Regions from separate parts of the Mus musculus genome. Here region 1 is linked to region 2. Evidence: chromatin contacts called from public ChIA-PET data. All regions are on one chromosome and are shown on one strand. Each heading gives the region's core, a stretch centred on a gene start, on an enhancer-like site or on the middle of the called end of the contact. The rest is flanking DNA. Distances are from core to core; before and after follow the strand shown.

What was found. ChIA-PET counts read pairs in DNA pulled down with a chosen protein or histone mark.
Region 1: a contact with region 2 is called in an RNA polymerase II ChIA-PET map of effector CD8 T cells, with 9 read pairs. The contact joins the promoter of Derl3 here to the enhancer-like site in region 2. A contact is called at or near these places in 3 of 39 promoter capture datasets (cranial neural crest, embryonic stem cells and macrophages), 10 of 484 Hi-C or Micro-C datasets (cortical neurons, embryonic stem cells, epiblasts and 3 more), 2 of 115 datasets of contacts at active chromatin or transcription factors (effector CD8 T cells and embryonic stem cells) and 3 of 9 other capture datasets (adipose tissue, liver and pancreatic islet).

The regions. Positions count from the first base shown.
Region 1 is chr10:75,889,760-75,896,069 of GRCm38.p6, reverse strand. Derl3 (Der1-like domain family, member 3) reads right to left here and starts at 2,672. Exons shown (of 7, transcript NM_024440.2): 1 at 2,553-2,672; 2 at 2,386-2,451; 3 at 2,227-2,300; 4 at 2,010-2,103; 5 at 1,443-1,638; 6 at 941-1,031; 7 at 129-823. The coding sequence starts at 2,645. The coding sequence ends at 751.
Region 2 is chr10:75,718,886-75,724,969 of GRCm38.p6, reverse strand. Cabin1 (calcineurin binding protein 1) reads left to right here. Exons shown (of 37, transcript NM_172549.3): 23 at 3,431-3,692. Among named protein-coding and RNA genes, the nearest start is that of Gm40696, 25 kb to the right of the region's middle. Within about 2 kb of position 2,844, at least 8 of the 459 cell types and tissues checked have an H3K27ac peak or open chromatin away from gene starts, as enhancers often do. A contact at or near this core is called in effector CD8 T cells, where this site is marked.

The DNA of each region.
Region 1 (6,310 bases), core at 1,423-3,922, 170 kb before region 2:
TACTCAGTGGGTCCACTAGGGAGTACTCTCCTCCACCCCATCTACCCCTCAGAATCTACCAGTCTTAAAACCCTCCCTCCTCTCCACAGCAGTGGCCCACCAGGTTTCACTAACATATTGAGTCAGACTCAGTAGAAAACATTTTTGATGCCATAGAAATAACAGGCCAGATTTGGGGAAATCCCGTACTGAGTGAACCCCGTGGGGCACATGTAGAGCAACAAAGAAAGCTAGGTAGGAAGGCCTGCACAGGCCTTCCGCTACAAGGCAAATGGAAGGAATGTCCCAGATCTACCTCCACTGTACACGGCTGCTGCTTAAATAGAGCTCAAGGCCCTGGGCTCACTAGCATGGCAGAGGGTCAGGCTTGTCCTCTGCACCTGAGACCATGGGACCTGTGTGTCACCAGCTGGAGAAGGTGAAGACTTGCTTGCTTTAAATGAAGACAGGCTAGGGGGTGGCATCAGCCCAGAGGCACCACGGTGGGATTCCTGTTGACTGGGCTGAGGTCTCCATGGAGGCATAGGCAATGTGAAGGTGAGGCCTGTGGGTACCTAGTTCAGAACTCTGCTCAGCATCTGCAGGCAGTCCGGGACCTCTCTGGGCCCTGTGTCCTGTCATTACCGCTGAGCAGAGATGGTACAGGGAAGTGGAGGGTGTTGCTGGCCGAGGTGGGCTGCTCAGCTGGAGCTGAGGTGGAGGGAAGGATAGAGTGCTGTCAGAGTGGGCTTCCTGCTCCAGGAGCTGCAGTTAGAGCTCTGGCTGCTCTTCGGGAAGGGGCAGGTAATCGGGGTCTTCCTGAGGGTCATCTAGTAGCAGCTTCCTGTGGGGAGGGGACAGTTACACTGAGCACTGCAGCAAACACAGGTCATCCCCCTCCCTGTGGAGTAGGTAGATTGGCACGGAAGGGGCCGTGGGGGAACCGATGTCCAACACTCACAACACGCTGGGGGTCAGCAGCAGTCTCTTGCCTCCGGGCTGGTTGGGAAAGACGTCTTCTAGGAAGTAGTAGATGTGGCCCACAAGGATCCCTGTGAGAGAGCCAAAGGCTGCCAGAAGCCATCTTTCACAGCCCAGGGTAACCCCAGGTTCCAGAGCCCAAGTACCCTGCTATCTGGCAGAATAAGATCAGAACTGGCCTTGAAAGACAGGCTTAAAGGGGCCCATAAGCGGACGAGGGGAGGAACTAGGAGCTTGAGAACACTGGGGGAGTAGGAGCCAGGAAGCAGAAACTGTAACCACCCCCAGGCAGACCAACTCAGTTCAGAAGGTCAACTGCAGATGCAAATCCTGTGGTCCAGCTGGATTGCTTGAGGGGCATTAATAACGAACAAGAAGTTAGGAGAAGATGAGGGGTTGGGAGGAGCCGGGGAAGGGATGTATGAGCTGGCTCCCTGGGAGCAGCAGGCCTGGGGGTGAGTGGCAACGGTGGGCCAGCTCACCTAACAGGTCTGTGACAACCGAGTTGCCCAGCAGCAGCGAGAAGCCCATGAGGGCCCAGGGCAGGAATGGTGCCTGGAAGTTGAGTAAGCCGAAGAAGTTGACCCTCACGTGAGGGCTGCGACGGCTCCATACATAGACCAGCATGGCCATGAGGGCCTGTCCCAGGAAAAACAGGCTGCCCAGGAATCCCAGCAGCTGGACCAAGAGTCAAGGCTTCCTGGAGCAGTCTGCTGCCCACAGTGCCTCTGACCCTTTCCACGGGTTCCCTCATATCCCTGGTGTATTCCAGAGATTTGAGAACCCCTTTCTGTGATTTCCAGGTACCCAGGCCCCATCAGTTCCCGTGCCTGCTCCTTCTGGCTCTTGCATCCATGTTTCAGAGCCTTGGTAGTCTACCAGACTGCCCTATATCTCCCTGTTGTGCTGTTCAGGGACACTGAAGAACTAGCTGGGGCACCTAAGCTAAATGGCTGCCAGGCTCCGAATGCCTGTCCCTCCTAGTCTGGGTCACGACAGATAAGAAGGCGACTCTTTGGTCCAATAATACTGAACATACAGAAGGATACAGTCATAAGAACACCACCGAAGAGAAACATGAAAACGAAGTCAGCCTTGCGGCCACGGAAAGAACCCTCCTCCAGCATGCGGCAGTAGCGGAACCTGCAACACTGGCATAGGAAGTGCCACGTCGACTGGGCCTCAGTTTCCCCCGTCACCACCCCAGCATAACCCCCATCCCGGGCTCACTCCACCCCCAGCCCCCGCCAAGGTGGCCCAGGATACACGAAGAGCATGTTGAAAAAGAAGCCGAATCCCAGGGGCCCGAAGAAGAGGAAGGTGGTGATGAGCCTCCAGACCTGCAAAGAGGTGGGGGTGGCGGTGAGGCGCGGGGATGGAGGGCAGGGTCCTGGCTGCCAGGCGCCTGGGTCAAGGCCGCCTCACCTGGAACTTCCGGAACACCAGGTGCGGGTTGAAGTAGAGCTGGAAGGGGCTGAGGAGCTCCAGCTGCTGTGGGACAGGAGGCAGTGTAAGCCCCGGGAAGCAGGCGACATCCCTAACCCACCGGGGACTGTAACCATGGTGCCGCCACGCCCGCCCGGCCCGCTCACCACTGCGGCCGTGGTGAGGACGCAGGCCGCGGTGTAGGCGCGTGTCACCGCGGGCACCTGCAGGAAGCCCGCCGCCAGCCTCTGCCCAGCCATCGAAAAATCCTTAGCGCGCGCGCTGGCAAACCCGCTCTCTTTACCCGCCCCCAAGCCCCGCCTCGCTCTCTGGGGGCCAATCAGCGTCCGAGGAGCCGAGCCTGGGGACTGGAAAGCCAATGGGAAGAGGAAGCGGGACGGCCAGGTGTATCCGAGGCGGCTAGCCAATGGGGAAGTCCCACGGTAGAGCACGTGGCGGTTGTTGTGGCTGCTATGGAGGCGTGGGAGGTGTTGTGGCCAATCGTTTGACAGCATCTAGAAAAGAACCAATAGCAAGGACCCACGAGATTGCCACGGGGGCGGGGCTATGAAAAGAGGCACAAAGAATCGAGAAATGGGGCGGGCCGAGATGCTGAACAGGCCTCAGGCCAACCTCCGGCTTTCTGGTGACATTCTGTAAAACTCTAGAATCCAGTTATCACTTGCTGGCTCCAGTCCTGACCTTCCTGGGTGTACGCTGCGGGGAGGACCAGGTTGAGGGTTCTGAGCCATGCAGGAGTAAGTGGGCAGATTGGAGAAGGACTTGAAACTTGGTAAAAGAGAAAAATGCCATTAGTCAATCATTTATTGAGGACCTACTGTGTGTCGAACATTCTGATAAATGCTGGGGATCCTGTAGCCAACAAAAGACACTGTCTATCATGGTCCAGACAGTTTGATACCGCGCAACCTAGAAAAGCTCCTCGATGGAAAATAATGCCTGAGACTCACCTCCACGGTAAGTAAGGTGACCTGTGAAGCCTATTTGAAGAGGTGACATTTAACTGTCACTTCTAAAAGATCCCTGTGCTCACTAAAAGGTTATACAAACAAAACAGTAACGTGCACTGTCCAGGTTATGAAAAAGTACACGTTTTTCTTGCGTTTTTTTTGTGGGGATTTAAAATGACTCAGCTTCTATGGGGAACAGTAAATGCGGTGCTCAAATGTAGAAAGCAAGACGACCACTGGGTGGAGTGGAGCTCGCCTTCATTCCCAACACTCCAAAGGCAGAGGCGGGGAGATCTCTGAGGGTCCGAGGCCAGTCTCGTCAACAGCGTTCCAGGCCAGCAAGGATTACATAGCGAAATGTCATCTCTAAATAAATAAATATACAATTATCAGACGAGGAAATTGGAGGCAGGATAGTGAGTTCTGATCATGATACCTGAGATACAAAACCAAACGCTGTCTCAGAAAGCTAAAATACTGATTTCATTTTATTCAAATAAAACTTAAAACATAGAATTACCATTGTACCCCTTAGCAAGTCTACCCAGAAGAACTTAAAGAGAAACGTTTGCCAGGCATGGTGTCATATACCTTTAATCCCAGCACTTGGGAGGCAGAGGCAGGCAGATTTCTGAGTTCATGGCTAGCCTGGTCTATAAAGTGAGTTCGAGGACAGCCAGGGCTACACAGAGAAACCCTGTCTAAAACAAAACTAACTAACTAGCTAACTAACTAGACAAGTACTGCAGCCCACCTACTTAGGAAGGGAAATGGAGTACTACTGTTGAATAGGCGCAGAGCTTTTGTTTGGAAAATGGAAAGTCGTACGAACGAATGCTGATGGTTGCACAAAATGTGAGCAGCCTGTAAGCTATATGCTTGTATACGGTTGGGACAGATTTTATGATGTGTGTATTTTATTGCTATGTTTGTTTGTTTATTGAGATGGGGACTCCATCCACACAGATGGCCTTGAACTCACAGACCTGCCTGATACTCACGGTGCTGGGATTACAGGCAGGTGCTGCCAAGCCTAGCTAAGTCCTTTTATTTTAATATATGCTATGATGCTGGTGATGGATCCCAGAACCTTGCACATGCTAGGCAGACAGCCTGTCATTGAGCTACATCCCCAGCCATGTTACTTCTTAAAAAGAAACGTCCGAGGGACTGGAGAGATGGCTCCGCGGTTTAGAGCACTGGCTGCTCTTCCAGAGGTCCTGAGTTCAATTCCCAGCAACCACATGGTGGCTCACAACCATCCATAATGAGATCTGAAGCCCTCTTCTGGTGTGTCTGAAAACAGCTACAGTGTACTTATTTATAAAATAATAAATAAAAGTTAAAAAAAAAAAAAGAAGAAGAAAGAAATGTCCGAGAGCAGTGGCGCCGCTGTCTACCACTGCGGAGCATCATCTACTGGACGCCACCAGGCCACTGCCCACAGGAACTCACAGATATATTGATGGGGGAAGGGTTTGTGATGTCCCACCCAAGTCTGAGATGTTATTAGCAACCGGTGACTGCTGGGGAGAGAGATTTATGTTTTCTTCAGTGATGCAGCTCCTGAAAAACCTACCCACAGTACAGCAGAGGGTCCGACACTCATATACATTCAGTCAACACTAAGTGGACTCTTCAATGGGTTGAGAGGGAGAGAGAGAGACAGAGAGAAGGAGACAGAGAGAGGGAGAGAGGGAGAGAGGGAGAGAGAGAGCGAGCATACAAGCGCCTGTGCACATGAAGGAGGAAAAGTGGTGAAAGGAATTGGGAGGGGGGCTGGTGAGATGGCTCAGTGGGTAAGAGCACCCGACTGCTCTTCCGAAGGTCCAGAGTTCAAATCCCAGCAACCACATGGTGGCTCACAACCATCTCATAACGAGATCTGATTCCCTCTTCTGGAGTGTCTGAAGACAGCTACAATGTACTTACATATAATAAATAAATAAATCTTTAAAAAAAAAAAGGAATTGGGAGGGGAGGGAGGAATAGGGGGTAGAGTTGATAAAAACACACATGTGGGTATGAAATCCTCAAAATAAAAATTAAAACGTGTCTAAGGGCAAAAGATGGGCAAAGTAATCCCTGGCTGGGGTGGGTGGAGCCTGGAGGTCCAGGGCGTGGAGTGCTTTTCCCCTATAAACTGAGCAGGGCAGTGATGGGGTCAAGGGTGATTGAGAGGTCTGAGCAGAGAGAGTGGATGACGTCACCTGTGGCAGAGATGGAGAACGCTGGAGAGAAGGCAGGAGGCAGAGTCTTACTCTGGCCTTGATTGATTTGTGGGCATCTACCTGACACCTGCTTGGACAAATCTTGAGTGTGGTATCGGGAGAGAGGTCAGTTGTCAGTATATCAATGGCTTTTGTAGCCTGGGCCTGTGAGAGATTATAGGGGGTGGAAAAGCCATGGGTGAGCGAAGTCCTGAGTTAATGTGTATTGTTGGAAAGGGCAATGCCATATTGAGGGCTCCAAGGCCTCCAACCATGGGACAATTTGGCAAGGCCATTTGGCAAAGCAGTCCCCCCCAAAAAACTAAGAATATGAGTGTTTATGACCAGTCGATCAATGTGTGTAAAGACTAGCAACTACAGCTTCCTTCTCTCCCAGATGTTTCCAGCCTATGACAGAGAAGAAGCCAGGCCTGGATGGCAGTCAGAAACAGGAGGCCAAGAGGAGAGGGAGGTCCAGGAGCTAAGCCAGGAGAGGATTTCAAAGACAGAGAAAGGCAGTGAGCAGCTGGGTGTGGGGGAGGACTGGGAAGGGACTGTGGCATGCAGCTAGGCAAAGCCCCTGATGACCGGGCAGGAGGAAAAGGAAGATGCCCAGATATGTCCTAGTCAGCCTGAGGAGCCAGCTTTGGACACCAGTTTGGAAGATGAGTTAAGGTCAGAACAGAGCCCTGAGGTCCCCAGAGGATACGATCCGGCCCAGAGAGAAACTAGTTCAGGTTGTCT
Region 2 (6,084 bases), core at 1,595-4,094:
CTAATGTGTGTTTTGGGTAAATACTCTTTAATAGGATTGCTTTTGGGGGTTAAGAGGGAGTACTTGGGGTGTGAGATGGCTCAGCGGTTAAGAGAACCCACATGGCCACTGTAATTTACTTTGTAGGATCTAACACCTTTTTCTGGTCTCCATGAGCCCCAGGCACACACATGCTGCAATACATGCATACATACTTGCGAACCACACATGTAAACTACATAGCAGAAGAGTCGTACTGGAAATTCTGGAGCCTGAGGTTATTTCCCATGCTGTAATGACATCATTGGCAGTGAGGTTTGTCCTGGTGCCCTGTTGTGCTCTGTGCTTCCTCTGCAGACCACTGTTGAGCCTCCTTCTAAAATGGACTGACTTTCAGATCTCAGCATTCTGAAGGGCTCAGCTATGCTCCCGAAACTCGGAATACTTGACTGAAAGGACTATCACTAAAGTAGGCTCTGGGTGTGGTCAAAATGAGGTTACCCCTGTAGCCAGCCTATGTCTGAAGGTATAACACTGCAGACAAACTCTCCAGAAGTACTTAGGGCTACCACTGTGGCTGCCCTTGAACATGGGGGATCACATAGCTGCCCTGCCTCAGGAAATGACAGAAATAACCTTTCTACAATTCTACCTGGGGCAAGGGAAGAAGGGGCCGGGATCTGAATAGGGATCAAGTTTGTAAGACATCACCTGTATGAAAGGTCCTCAGAGGCCCCTTTTGTTCAGCTTGTGTTTTTCTCCTGGCAGGGAGCCATGTACTTAAAGCCCTGCTTGTCTTTGAGGTGGCTCCATCAGATGAGATGGTATAGACCAGTACTTACACTAGTTGTCTTTGAGGTGGCTCCATCAGATGAGATGGTATAGACCAGTACTTACACTGGTTGTCTTTGAGGTGGCTCCATCAGATGAGATGGTATAGACCAGTACTTACACTGGTTGTCTTTGAGGTGGCTCCATCAGTTGAGATGGTATAGACCAGTACTTACACTGGTTGTCTTTGAGGTGGCTCCATCAGATGAGATGGTATAGACCAGTACTTACACTGGTTGTCTTTGAGGTGGCTCCATCAGATGAGATGGTATAGACCAGTACTTACACTGGTTGTCTTTGAGGTGGCTCCATCAGATGAGATGGTATAGACCAGTACTTACACTGGCTGAGCTTGTGCAGTATGACATTGTGGATCACCTGCTTCCCCATTTGAAAAGGGAGAATAACGAAACCTGCCACTGTGGCATGGTCGGCTCCTGGTCCACAGTCAATGGAGTCAGAGTCCTAAAGGTGCAACTAGACCTCCCTTTAGTCTAGTGGCCCTCAGCCCTCCTAAGGCAGCAAGCCTTTAATACAGTTCCTCATGTTGTGGTGACTCCAATCATAAAGTTATTTCAGTACTACTTCATAACTATAATTTTGCTACTGTTTTGTTTTTGAATTGTAATATAAATAATCTAATATGCAAGATATCTGATAATGCAACCCCCAAAGGGGTCACGACCCACAGGTTGAGAACAACTGCTCTCACCTGTTTAGAGGATGTTTGTCTAGTAGATCCAGCCCTCAGGGTACTGGAATATCTCCTCTGAGGATGGGTCCCAGTGTAGAAAGGCTTTTGTCAGCTTGGTGCTAGGTCTCATTCCAGAGCCGCCTTTATTCTGAGCTTTACAGGCAGATACCAGTAGAGACTTGGGCTCCATCAGTTCCTTGGTACTAGCTAAAATATAAAGTTGGTTTGTTCGTTCGTTCTTTCTTTTTTTCTTCCTTCCTTCGTCTTCCTCTTCCTCTAAGCCTTCTGATAGGGTTGACACCCATGATAGATGGTAGGGTGAACAGCAGGGCCCTCGCTGCACTGTTAGAGGTCCTTTGAGGATCTTGCAGCTTTCCTTCACTTTCCTGCTTTTGGCTGAACTGCAAGTGGTACCAAATTAGATAGGTGTTTTGGGATGGAGGTGGGGCTAATACCTAGTTGGCTCAGCACTTCTGCTCTGGAAACAGCTCTGAGCCCAGTACCAGGACTAAACCTGCTCTGCATAAGAGCAGAGAATATGGACTATGGGTACTTCCTCCTCCTGGGGTCACATTGTTACTGAGCCACAGGTTGCCCTGCAGGCCTGTACTCCTAGAATATGGGTTGTGTGCAGATGCACCTGGATTTGACACTTACATTAGGAGGGGTCACTCTCAGTAGTTTTTCCCCTGTGCGTTTTTTGTTGTTATTTGTTTGTTTGTTCTTAATGTATATGGGTGCTTTGCCTGTAAGTATATCTGTGCATCATGTGCGTGCCTGGTACATGTAGAGCCGAAAGAGAGAATCAGATCCCTGGAAATGGAATTACTGATGACTCTAGGCTGCTGTGTGGGTGCTGTGAACCAAGTCCAGGCTCTCCGAAAGAGCAGTCAGTGCTCCTCATTGCTGAGCATCTCTCCAGCCTGCTGCTTTTTTTTTTTAAGATGTATGTATGTATGTATGTATGTATATGAGTACACGGTAGCTGTACAGATGGTTTTGAACCTTCATGTGGTTGTTGGGGATTGAATTTTATTTTAGGTTCTCAACTTGCTCCAGTCAACCCGACTTGCTCCAGTCAGCCCTGTTCACTCAGTCCCTGCTTGTTCCAGCCCAAAGAGTCATTTATTATTATACATAAATACACTGTGCACCAGAAGAGGGAGTCAGATCTCATTATAGATGGTTGTGAGCCACCATGTGGTTGCTAGGAATTGAACTATGGACCTCTGGAAGAGCAGTCAGTGCTCTTACCCACTGAGCCATCTTGCCAGCCCTCCAGCCTGCTTCTTAGCTTTCACAGTGATGCTTTTCTGCTGTGGTTGCTGTGTATGGAGGATGTGGTTCTTATGTAGACACATAGGCACAGTCACATGTCTCCTTTCCTCAAAGTGAGGGCAGCTTCTCCTAGAACTGGTAGCTATTGAAAAGAAGTCCCTGTTGTAAAGTTGGCCCTGGTAAAGAAGAATCTTCCCCTTTAGCCCTTCTCCCTGTCCCCTTCTCCAGAGTAACCCGAGCTGAGCTGGGAAGAACTCCCAGGCCACTGAGGAAGAAAGGCTCCTCTGAGAAAGCTCTCCCATGCTTGCTGTCCTCTGCACCAGCGTGTCTTTGGTGTCTTTCCTGCTTCTCTCTTGCACGGTGTCACGCGAGCGTGTTGGAGGGTAGTAAAAGCACCTCTGGGTTTCCCTGGCTGCTTCTGCCTTTGCCATCTCCTGGGGTGATCAGAGAGTTCCGCACGCCAGTTTTAAGGTGTGGTGGGCTGAACTGATGGTGTATAGGAGGGGCAGCATTAGCTCTGCTTCCATAGTGTCTGCCGACTGTCTGTCAGGCTGTAGTATCTGCCGGACTCTCTGTCAAGCTGTAGTGTCTGCCGTCCATCCTTCAGGTCAGCAATGTTGGTAGCTGTTGCTTTTCTCACTACCCTAGGTTTGACTCCTGGGCGGGAATGGCTCTGGCCCGGGCCAGCCGAATTCAGGACAAGCTGAACTCAAATGAGCTGAAGAGTGATGGGCCCATCTGGAAACATGCCACACCTGTTCTCAACTGCTTCCGGAGGGCCCTTGAGATTGACAGCTCTAATTTGTCCTTGTGGATTGAGTATGGTACCATGTCCTATGCCTTACACTCTTTCGCATCCCGTCAGCTGAAGCAGTGGAGAAGTGAGCTGCCCCCGGAGCTTGTGCAGCAGGTGAGGAGGGTGCTACAGAGGGCCTGCCATTGTCTGTCTAAATAGGCTGGCCTAGGTCCCTGCTGCTCTTTGTTCTGACACACCAGCTCTCTGGGACATGTGAACTGTTTTCCTGCAGGAATGTTGTTGTTTCTTGGTCGTTGGGCACCTAGTCCATTGACAACAATTTCAGAGGTAGACTCTTATGACCTGCCTGACTGGTCATCAGTTTGAACGGAGTTGAGTAGTGAAGAAGGGATAAGACCATCTGAAGTAGGCACCGATTCCCTGTTTCCAGAGAAGGACGTGGGGGCCGCGGTAATATGCTTGGCCTGGCATTAGGGTTTTCAGTTGCCATGTGTGGTGTTCCTCTCGGCAGGATGCAGGTCTGACCTACAGCTCTGCTCTGTAGAGCATCACTGGTTCCTTCAGATGCAAGTGAAGGGATCGCTCCGACATGCTTTCGGATTTCTTAGCAGCAGGTGGAGGCTGCTAGAGATCAGACCTGGTGAGCACAGACTGCTGTAGAGCTACATCCCCACACCATGCAGGCCAGCGGGGCAGTAAGAGGTTGGAGCTCAGGAAGATCTCTGAGGAAGAAGGTTGAAGGAGCTGACCAGTCAGGTAGATAGTACTTGGTTTCAGGTTTTGCACTGATCATCTGTGATGAAAACCCCAGGCAAGATGATGGCACTGCCGACACTGTTGACACTGCTGGGTGGCTGGAAGAGACCCTCTGCACTCGCCACTGCCCTCCTCTGAAGCGTTGTTGCCTTGATGGGGAGCTGACAGTGTGCTGAGGTCCCTACTGCCTCTAGGACCCTGCAGAGTAAGACACTGGCCTGCAGAGCCTCTGAACTTGGCAGATGATACTGCAAAAGCTGAGGAAGAATGCAGCAGTAGACTTCTCCACTAGAGGTTGCCAGTTTTATATCTGAGCTGCATCCTTAACAGTCTGCCCTGAACACAAGGCTACTGTTTGAGAACCTCGGCTCCGAGAGAGTCATGAAGTGAACCCACTTAATGAGGACTGAGTTACTGTAATCAATAGTGAATAAAAGATGTCATTGGGCCTTATGAAAAAATTAGTCGTGAAAATGCCTCCTGAATCTTGTGTCACTAGAACTTGACAGTTCAAGAATGTGCTCTTCTTTGTGAGCAGAGCTGAAGTTGACTCTTGGAGAGCTCAGCTTTCTGTCGGTTGTAGGATTCTGTAACACACACCTTTCACCTTTGCAGCATGCATTTTAGAAAGCTACGTTTCCAAAGCTACTTGGGAGCGACCTCCCTTGCCCTGGGACTCTCTGAATCCTCTGTGCCTTTCAGGGGTATTCTCTTGGCAGGTAATGGTCAGCTGTGCTCACTGTGAGTTCTGGAGCATAAAGGCTCAGAGTTTGCACACTTGAGGGGCAGCACGACCCTGGGCTTCCCTGCTGTTGTGTGAGGCCTCAAGGCACTGCTGCTGTCCTCATCTGTGCTCGGGCACCTCGCCCTCAGCTTAGTAGCTCGTCTCTGGCTTCTAGACTCAAAGCAGTTTGGTCCCCATGTTTTTCTTCCTCAGTGTGCAGACTGTATGAACTCTATAGATAAGTGAGAATAGGGGCTCCATACTTGGCTGGGTCTTTTGGGTAGGCGTGGAGCTTGTTAAAAGGACGTACCAGGGACCTGCAGACAGAAGCTGTGCTTTTGCAAGCTCCTGGGTGGGCATTATGTTTTCCTTTATTATTTTTTTAAATTTATTTTTTTCTTCAGTAGTTTAGATGTGACATCATAGGGATAGGCTTGAGCCCAGAAGCAGAGAGTATGTGTGAGAAGTGTCCTTAGAGGTCCCAGCCCACTGCTAACAGGGCAGATATCAAGTGCTGTGCAGGGCCTTGTCCTGACAAGAACAGAGTGGAGAAGTGCCTGCATTGCCTCTCATCTAAGCATCACCTCCTTTAAGAAGTTGTTATTTATCTTTCTAGACTGTACAAGGAAACAAAGCCTTTTTACACACAAGTGGTGTGTACATTTAGAAAAGTCTAGGAGGATTTGCCTGTTGGACTTTTCCTTTCATCCTGGATGCCAGTGTACTAAATGCAGTGTCTGGCTTCCCTTTTCCCTCAGCCTGTGCTGTAGATCTCTACTCGGGTCACTTTCTACGGCTCCAATACAATCCTTTTAAATGTGAACTCAACTTTGTTATAGCCGACCATACAGAAACCCCTTATTGCTTCATTGGGTGGCCTTATAACAGTAGGGACACAATTATCCTCCAGGTAGACACACTGAGGTGAGGTAGTCCCTCCCCGTGAGGGAAGACTTGTTCCGAGAACCGAGAGGACCTTTTGCAGAGCTTTATTTGTCCAGCTCCTGCAGGTAGAGGGCAAACTTGACATCTCCTGACCTGGAGGAAGGGAGAGGTTTGGCCTCA